Linked DNA regions of Mus musculus: region 2 is linked to region 1. The links are chromatin contacts, called in public HiChIP or PLAC-seq maps. All regions are on one chromosome and are shown on one strand. Each heading gives the region's core, a stretch centred on a gene start, on an enhancer-like site or on the middle of the called end of the contact. The rest is flanking DNA. Distances are from core to core; before and after follow the strand shown. Region 1 has its middle 160 kb from the start of Chl1. Region 2 holds the start of Chl1 (cell adhesion molecule L1-like).

Region 1 (4,353 bases), core at 1,703-4,202:
AACCCTAATCCTCCTGCCTCCACATTCACAAATACTGTGCTTATGGGTATATGACAATCATATATTGTCACAGATTATATTTTTACAGATTTATTTATTTTTATTTTATGCGTGAGAGTGTTTCACCTGCACATGTGCGTATATACCGTATAAGCACCTGGAGGAGGGAAGAACAGGCTATCAGATTCTTTTAAACTGGAGTTATGGACAGTTGTGAGCTTCTATATGGAAGCTAGAAACTGAACCCAGGTCCTCTATTAAGGACCGGGGTGAACATTTAAGTGCTCTTAAATGGTGAACCATCTCTCCATATCCATGTAAAAGTTAATTATACATTATCAAATAATTTTCTTTCTCTTTTTTATCATTGTTAAACATTCCACTTATTGTCCATTTTTAAGGTTTATTTATTATTATATCTAAGTACACTGTAGCTGTCTTCAGATGCACCAGAAGAGCGTGTTGGATTTCATTATGGATGGTTGTGAGCCAGCATTTGGTAGGTAGGATTTGAACTCAGGACCTTTGGAAGAGCAGTTAATACTCTTAACTGCTTAACTATCACTCTAGCCTTTACTGTTCATCTTTTTTTAAAAAGCAAAAATCAAAATTTCTATAGTATACTGCTTACAAAGTTCCTAAGCATCTTCTCACAGGAGTGAGAAGTACTTGTATGGTGATTCATAGCACCTATAAAATAGGCTTGTAATAATACACATGGAAGAAAATTTCTTTGGGAGGTGATATTAAAAGAGGACTGGAGAAGACCTAGAAATGCAAAGGAACCATATCTCTGTGGCTTAGCATTAAAAAGACAACTATGACACACAGGATTTGCTTTATGGGGTAAAACATTGTACAGGTGTCTGGTAATATACTTATAGAGGGATTTTAGAGTAGAATCTTCTTTCCTCTGTGGTTTCATGGGAGAAAGGCTCTATGTTTTCTCCTAATTCACATGCCAGCCATTACTGTATCACCACTGTCCAAGGTCTGTCATGCTATTAATACTTATTATTGACTGATATTTTTATATTGATATTCACTGTCCATCATCCTTTATTACTTGTTTTTCCTGTTTCTCAGTTTTGATTATGTATTCTCATCTCATGTGACAAGATACATTAAAGCCTTTAATATCTTTGCAAAAATTTTGAATTTATTCTTGGCAAGAAAACCTGTTTACTTTTGATATTTGAAATATGATATGCTGTTCTTATATACTTTATGCAGGAGGGACAATGACGTTTTTAAATAGCACTTTGGGCATTTAAAAGTGGTATCATATAAGAAATATTGCATGAACTTTCATAGTATCAAGCTAAGCATTGTTTGCTGTATACCATATTTACTCTTTTCCCTCATAAACAATCTATATACCTAGGTAAAGCTATCTACTTGACTGTCAGCCTTCCATGTATGTGGCCAAGATGGTAGAGGCCCTGCCAGTAAAAAAGAAGGTCTAGACAGGGCTTTATCTATAGTAAGACTTTATCTATAGTAAGGCATTTGCTTCCCTCAATAATAATAATAATAATAATAATAATAATAATAATAATAATAATAATAATGTGAATTGTCTTATCCCTGCCTTTAATTTCAGACCATCCACTCCTGACACACTATTGTTCAACTGAGTGACTTAAAGTTATCTGTGTTTTTTGTTATTTCACAGAAATTCTTCACTATGTTGTTTTTGTAGGTTTTTGGTGTCTGTTTGCTTCAATGTAACATGAACAACTTGATAGTATTACCACAGATTACTGGCACATAGTGAACACCCAGTTAATATATGCTAATTTGTTTGTGTGTATTTGAGTGTCTGAACATGTCCATGTGTGTGAGAGTGCAGATGTACACACCATAGTACCTGTGTGGATGTCAGAATTCAGGGAATATAAACACAGGTTATCAGATGTACACCGAGAACTTTATGCGGTAAGCCATCTCCCCAGTCCTATTCCTTGCATCTTAATATTCAACAGTTTATGCTTTTCATGATTGCTGTAGATACTAGCTATACTTAGGAATATGAATATCAGGAATTATCTCTACTTCCTCATGCTAGAAAGAGAAAGCACGCAAGATTGTATACTTTTAACATGTGCCCTAGGTAGTGCTGAGACAGCGATTCACAAGCTACCTTTTGAGGAGTATTTCATTGAACATAAAATTACACCTACCTAAAGACCAATGTAAAGGTACAAATATCAATTCCCAATGGAGCATAACACGTGTGCACTAGGACTTACTTTTTTTGGCTTATGTTTTCATACCATTCTACATCTTGTTCTTGTTTTTGATCTGTGTTTATCTTTCATCAACTTTAGTTTTGTCCTTTTATAGACTGAGCCTCTTCACTTAACTCGGTCTGGCTGGTCTGGAACTCTTGAAAATCCTCCTGTCTCACTCTCTGAGAACCAGACCTAAACCACCAAACCTGATGCCCGTTTCTATATGTAACACTAGATAACTGGATCTGTAGCAGAGGATGGCATTAACTGGCATCACTGGAAGGGGAGCCTCTTGGTCCTGTGGAGGCTTGATGACCCAGGATAGACCACTGAGGCAGGAGTGGGTGGTCGGGTTGGGGAGCACCATCATAGAGGCATGGGGAGGAAGGGGGCACAGGGGACTTGTGGAGAGGAAACTGGGAAGGGGGATAACACTTGAAATGTAAATAAAAAAAATAACCAGTAAAAAAAATGGAAAAAATGATGCTAAAAATAGCAAAAGAAATCCATCCATCCATTTTGCCGATATTCACAGAGATCAGATAGTTTGCCTAAAGGTAGCTACTGGGCTCAAAGAAAAAATACAGCCAAAAAGCTTCTACTTCATTTGCTTTCCACAAGATGCAGAGCAATTTCTACTGAGTAGGATTCCAGTCAGTTGCTTCAAGATAGGGCATTGTATGCACATGAAAGAGCTTCTTGGAAATGAAAGTCAATGCAGTTTATTGAGGGTGTTGCAAACAGCCGGGATGGTCTGACTCATGCACAGGGAAGCATTTCCAGTTATGTTAATACCCACTTGGCAGCTGCCTCTCTAATTGCCTAAGTCAGTTTGTAGAGAAGCAGGACATGTTAATTCTCTGCAAATATAGATATTCATAACTGGGTGTCAAATTTTTCACCCTAAATAGAGATGGTTCTTCAGATGTCACTGGCACTGGGGACAGATAGTTGTTATTTAGTGAGCCTTGGGGAGTCCTTGAACTCCCTACAGTAAAATCGAGAGGGATGGGAAATGACATGAGACTGAAGTAGCATACAGATGCATCTAATGAAATTTGGGCATCTTTCATTGGCTGCCTTTTGTTTTGATGGCTCCCATGCACAAGTTGTACCAGATGGTGTTCTCATGGTCTCCATCAATGCTGAGATGTGATGAAGAAGGGGAAGAGAAAAATGGATGAGAAAAATAATGCTGATCTGCACAGCTGAAAATAATTATGATTGCATAGTTAATGACCCAGGGAATTAGACAAAGCCAAGCTCATTGGAACTCAGGCCACATGCCGGCAAGTGTCACAACTTAATGACAAAAGATGAATTGTTTTATCTCCTACATAGTAACTCATGACATGGTGGTGATTCTTATTTCTGAATCAGTGTGCTAGAATCAAGACATAAGGAGATGTGTGTACCCACTGTCTTTTCATTTCAAAAGGGAATAGAGACAGCAGTCACAATGGACTATTAAAAATGTCAAAAAATCTCAGTAAAAACTGTATTGATACTCCTCTTAACCTGCAGTGCAAGTAGGCAGAAACCCACAAGATGTTGAAAGTAGCCATTAAAATATAGAGTGTGCATTCCTCGGAGGGTAGGGTCAAAGCTTGCCCTTCTTTTGTGGTCATTTAAAAGCATTTATTGAAATTCTGCCATGTATGTGGCACTCCTTAACAACCTGTGATAGAAAGATGAAAAAGGCACAGTTCCCACACAGCCTGAAGGAGCTCACACTGTGTAAATATTGATTGGGGGTGGTTGGCTGATTGCTATTCCCTGTGGAGACTCCAATGAGGTGTCTGAAATTCTCACTTATTTCCATTATAGCTGTGAACACTGACATTCAAATGCTGGTAGTTCAAGTATTCACACAGTAATTCATTTGCTTAGTCATTTGGCAAATCTTTATTGAATATTGATTATGTATCAGACACTGGGTTTGCCAGTAGGATAAAAGTAGGGAGTAGTATGTTATTGTAATTATAATATATGAATATCCTAAACTATTATCTATTTGATTTTGGTTGTTTTCTTTCAAGTGCTAAGGGTTGTGCCTACATCTTTGCATGCAAGAGACATGCCAAAATGGATAGGAAAAAAACCTATAACACTTCAATCC
Region 2 (4,098 bases), core at 396-2,895, 160 kb after region 1:
TTCTTTCTTTCTTTCTTTCTATCTATCTATCTATCTATCTATCTATCTATCTATCTATCTATCTATCTCTGTATTTATCTATCTATCTACCTACCTACCTACCCATATACCTAGCTAGCTGCACACATTTTCCTATATTCTGCCCATCAATCTATTGATCTTAATGTGTCCATAAAACAAATGCCAGTGAAGAGAAAGCTGAGTCTTTAAAGGTTCTGTGTTTCTCTGGCCAAAATAGAGTTTTCTGTTTCTTTTGCCCAGGAAATGCCACCCCAGAAAGTGGTAAATTTGAGACCAACTTGGCTTTGTATCTCTCCTGGGGCTCCTAAATCTTGGAAATGGTTTCCTACAGGCTCAGTATTTTCCTTGTTGGAATTTATTTCAGTTTCCTTTGTTTCTACTTTAGAAAACATGCCGCATGAATAATGATGCCTCCGGCAGAGGAATCACTCCAGTAGCACAGTTTAAACCTAGGACACATCCTGCCCTCACTTGCATTTCTAATATGCCAGCACAGTCAGTAGGAATTGTGCCCACACACGAACTAACAGCCTTGAGCCCTCAAGGTTAGAAATTATGAACATGGAAAGGCCCATTTATTCATTTCAAAACATTTGATGTAACTGCTTCTGAGGCAGAATCCCAAGTCTCCGTCCTTCTTGTTGATCCCAGTCATGACATCCAACTCTGAGGATAGCACAGAGCCATAAATGTCCTCATTGTTTAGTGCACTAGATGAGAACAAGACAAGACTGTAAGATCAAACCTCCGTGGAGTAAAAGTTAGAAGTCAGTAATTCCATTACTGTCAAAGAGCACTTACATGCAACAGGATTTTTTTTTTAAAGCAACATTGTATGAACATTTTCGAAAGTATCATCAATGTGTGGAAGAAAAAAAATAATGAAAGAGTGTGCTCACCAGTTAGATTGCCAAAGTTTGTAGCCCCTCTTTACTGCACCCCTAAAACAAACATCATGTTTGCTGGTAAAAAGAGATACATACAACATCAGGAGTGGGCTTTGGCGCTGGGAATAAGCAAGGAAAGCTTGTATTCTATAGCGCTGTATTAATAGAGAGTAAATAGGAAAACGTCACTGATCAATCTGGAGAAGTCCAGATGGTAGTGGGGCACAAATTGTACATTAGATAACAGTAGAAGAGCTTTTTAAATTTATGCCTGCACTGATTTGACAGCTAATGGAGATGGTTCTTTTGTAAATTAAATTGCAAGTCCCATCGCCCTCCTAAATAAAGAAGCAAAACCGGCAAGACTTTAAGAAAAAAAAAAAAAAAGTGGTACAAGGTACCACACCCCTCAGCCATACAGCAAAGGGTAAAAGAGACTGGGAGCCTGTGTGTGGAATGTGGACAGAGGAGGGTGGACCAGGGAGCAGAGGGGAGGGGTTTCTTTTCGGTTTCTCAGTGGCAAGGCGAACCCGGCAGCTACCCTGTCTCTTTGAGGGCTTAGAGATGTTAAAAATGACAAGCAAAGTTTTCTCTTTGTCCCTCGCTTTTCATAAAACCAAAGTCTCAAGCCTGTAGCTGCCTCTTGTCCCAAGGGAGTGTGTGTAAGAGGGAGGGAAAAGAAGCCGTGTGGGTGAGGGTGGCAGAGCAGATCCCGGGGACAGCAGAAAAGAGGCGCGAGCTAGTCGTCTCCGGCAGGAGGGCGTGGATACCGGTACAAGCTCGAACAGGTCCAGCCTTCTGGAGACCTGTGCCAACAGCAGGAGGGGGCAGACGGGATCTCTGTGGGCAGATCGGGGTGTGGATCAGCGGGAAGCGCCCAACTAGAAACTCCCTTGGATTCTCCAAGAGGCGCTGGACCTCGTTGGTCCCCTTTGCCCCAGTGATCCAGCTTTAGGAGAAGTTTTCCCAAGAGAAGGTACCAGACAGATCGGATGTCAAGAGGCGGCTCAGGTGAGTCTATTTGCGCGTGCCTTACAAGAAATGGGACTCTCTCCATCTGCCCTTTAGTCAACTCTTTGAGGGAGGTGGAAGGAAATCAAGGGCTTGCTCCTGGGAGAAGAGCAACTCTTTATGAAAGGGAAATGGTGCACATCCCTGGGTTCCGTCCTTGCCCAAAATGGGAGTGGCTCAAGGTCCCTTCCCTAACCTGAGAAGAGGCGCCACCTTTCGTAGCACCGCCGCAGGTGGCTAAGGCTGGATTTTTTGACAGCTCCAGGTCAGTGGATGGAGTAAACAAGCTTCGGGGACCCCTGCACCTCCAAGCTGCCAACCTTCGGTAGGCTGATTTGTCTTTCTTCCAACATAGCCACCGCCCGCCTCCTTACCTTAGGGAGAGGATGCATACCCTCCATAGACCATAGCCTTCAGGGAGTGGGGGGCAAGTACTACATTTCTCTCCACTAACCCCCTATAGGTGTTGGGGTCCAGACTTTCTAACCCCAGCCCCAAATTCCCTATCTAGCTGTTAAGTCTCTAGAGATGCATCTTGCTTGCAGTGGTGTTCCCTAAATGCCTACAGCTTGGAATGAATGATCGATCTGTGAACTGCCAGCTTAGGGAAAAGATAGAAGCAGAGCACTCCATCTCAACCGAACACGGTGGGGGCTAGAAGGCAGGTCGGGGGGTCCCCCGGTTGCCATGACTCCCTTGTAGCCAAGCCCCGGGAGCTAGGGATGCCAGTCACGGACAGTCCCTTTTTCCTCTTTGTGCCTCTCCTATCCTCTTTCTCTGTCTCTTCCTATTTTTTCCTCCCGTGAGTGAAAGTGTGCGTAGGGAGAGAGCAGGGAGCAAATGATTGATTTGGAGAAAGAGGATTGGAGCCGAGAGGCTGGGGAAACCTGGCTGTCTTCATCCCTGGGTCCCTTGGCTGAGAAGAACCTCACTTTCTCAGCGAGGGGCAGAGCTGAGGAATTCCTGTGAAAAATCTGGGGCGGGAGGAGCAGCGGCACCATGATTCAGGTATTGGAGACCAAAGCAGCGAGGGAGCTGGGTGGGTGGTCTGCGGTCGGGTTGAGAGGATGGGCGGGGAGTGCGAGTAGCCAGCAAGCACGAGCAGGTGTGCGTGGCACTGAGCGGCTGGGCGGGGAAGGAGCTTCCGACTCTGCCTGGGGAGAAAGGAGATCAATACCGCCCCGCAGGCCAGAACTGAGAAGAGCTGGCTGGTAGCAGCCAGCGGAAGGCGTGTGCACCACAGCGCGCTCCCGCTGCTGGAAATAGTGGGAGATTTGCGCGTGCGCGTGGGTGCTGACCTAGGTAACTCTTGGAGGTACATCAAGGTAGAGCGCTGGAGCGCGCGCCTGGCTGTGAGTTCCAGCCCTATCTACTCTGGAATGTGTGGCTTAGAGTAGTTATTTATTCTGTGTCTCAGTTTCTCTCTTACTAATGGGTATCAATTCATCCCATTTTGAGTTGGAAGATTGGAGTGAGGTTATCCAAGCAGACAGTTTACCCTCCTTCTCTGATGAGAAATAATTATCCAGAAGTTAGTTGTTGTTGGTGGTGCTGCTGTTATAATTAATACGCAAATTAATTAGATACGGTAGATTGTCCTTTCTCGGCACTTTTATTGAGGGCAAAATTCTGTGTTATCTAATTTTAGAAAATGACATTTGTTAAATTTATTGATACTCTGTTCCACTCGTAAATCTGGTTTGCAGCAGATTGAGAAAGAAAACCTGAGCAGTTCTTAGCAGATTAGCTCCGAGTCCAGTGCTGGACAGAGCTTAGAAAGCTGCCCAGGGAAAACCACTGATCACAAGAGAATCCAGTTTCGCCCCTCCCCCATAATTTTGTTTGTAGGATCTGAGCTCCACCTCTCACCTGTTTATGGTGCAGTTGGGCTTGTCTCAGTTTCAGTCCCTTTGTGATAACATCGACCTATTGCTTTCCAGATTTAACTTGGCTATAGAGTCTAATATATACCTAGATCTTCCCTCTCATGGTCTTTCGTGCTCCAATACATTCACCTCTCCTAATGGCAAAGTCTGCCCTCCCGTCATCACGTGGATGCTCCGGAGTAACTGTCATCTAATGCATGAGGTGCCCTTACTAGGGAGCTGGGGGTACAGTTTGTGGCAGCTGACTAGACTCTCTTTCAGAAAATGCAGAAGACTATGAAGATTAAACACAT

Evidence for each region. HiChIP or PLAC-seq counts read pairs in DNA pulled down with a chosen protein or histone mark.
Region 2: a contact with region 1 is called in an H3K27ac HiChIP or PLAC-seq map of neural progenitor cells, with 5 times the contacts expected there. The contact joins the promoter of Chl1 here to the enhancer-like site in region 1. A contact is called at or near these places in 6 of 39 promoter capture datasets (the C10 cell line, the HPC-7 cell line, embryonic stem cells and 2 more), 9 of 484 Hi-C or Micro-C datasets (LSK cells, bone marrow-derived macrophages, cerebral cortex and 5 more), 13 of 115 datasets of contacts at active chromatin or transcription factors (astrocytes, bone marrow-derived macrophages, embryonic basal ganglia and 7 more) and 3 of 9 other capture datasets (adipose tissue, embryonic stem cells and pancreatic islet).

What each region holds. Positions count from the first base shown.
Region 1 is chr6:103,349,594-103,353,946 of GRCm38.p6, forward strand. No RefSeq gene overlaps it. Among named protein-coding and RNA genes, the nearest start is that of Chl1, 160 kb to the right of the region's middle. Within about 2 kb of position 2,953, at least 32 of the 459 cell types and tissues checked have an H3K27ac peak or open chromatin away from gene starts, as enhancers often do. A contact at or near this core is called in hippocampal neurons and neural progenitor cells, where this site is marked.
Region 2 is chr6:103,509,231-103,513,328 of GRCm38.p6, forward strand. It overlaps Chl1 (cell adhesion molecule L1-like), which reads left to right and starts at 1,646. Exons shown (of 27, transcript NM_007697.2): 1 at 1,646-1,919.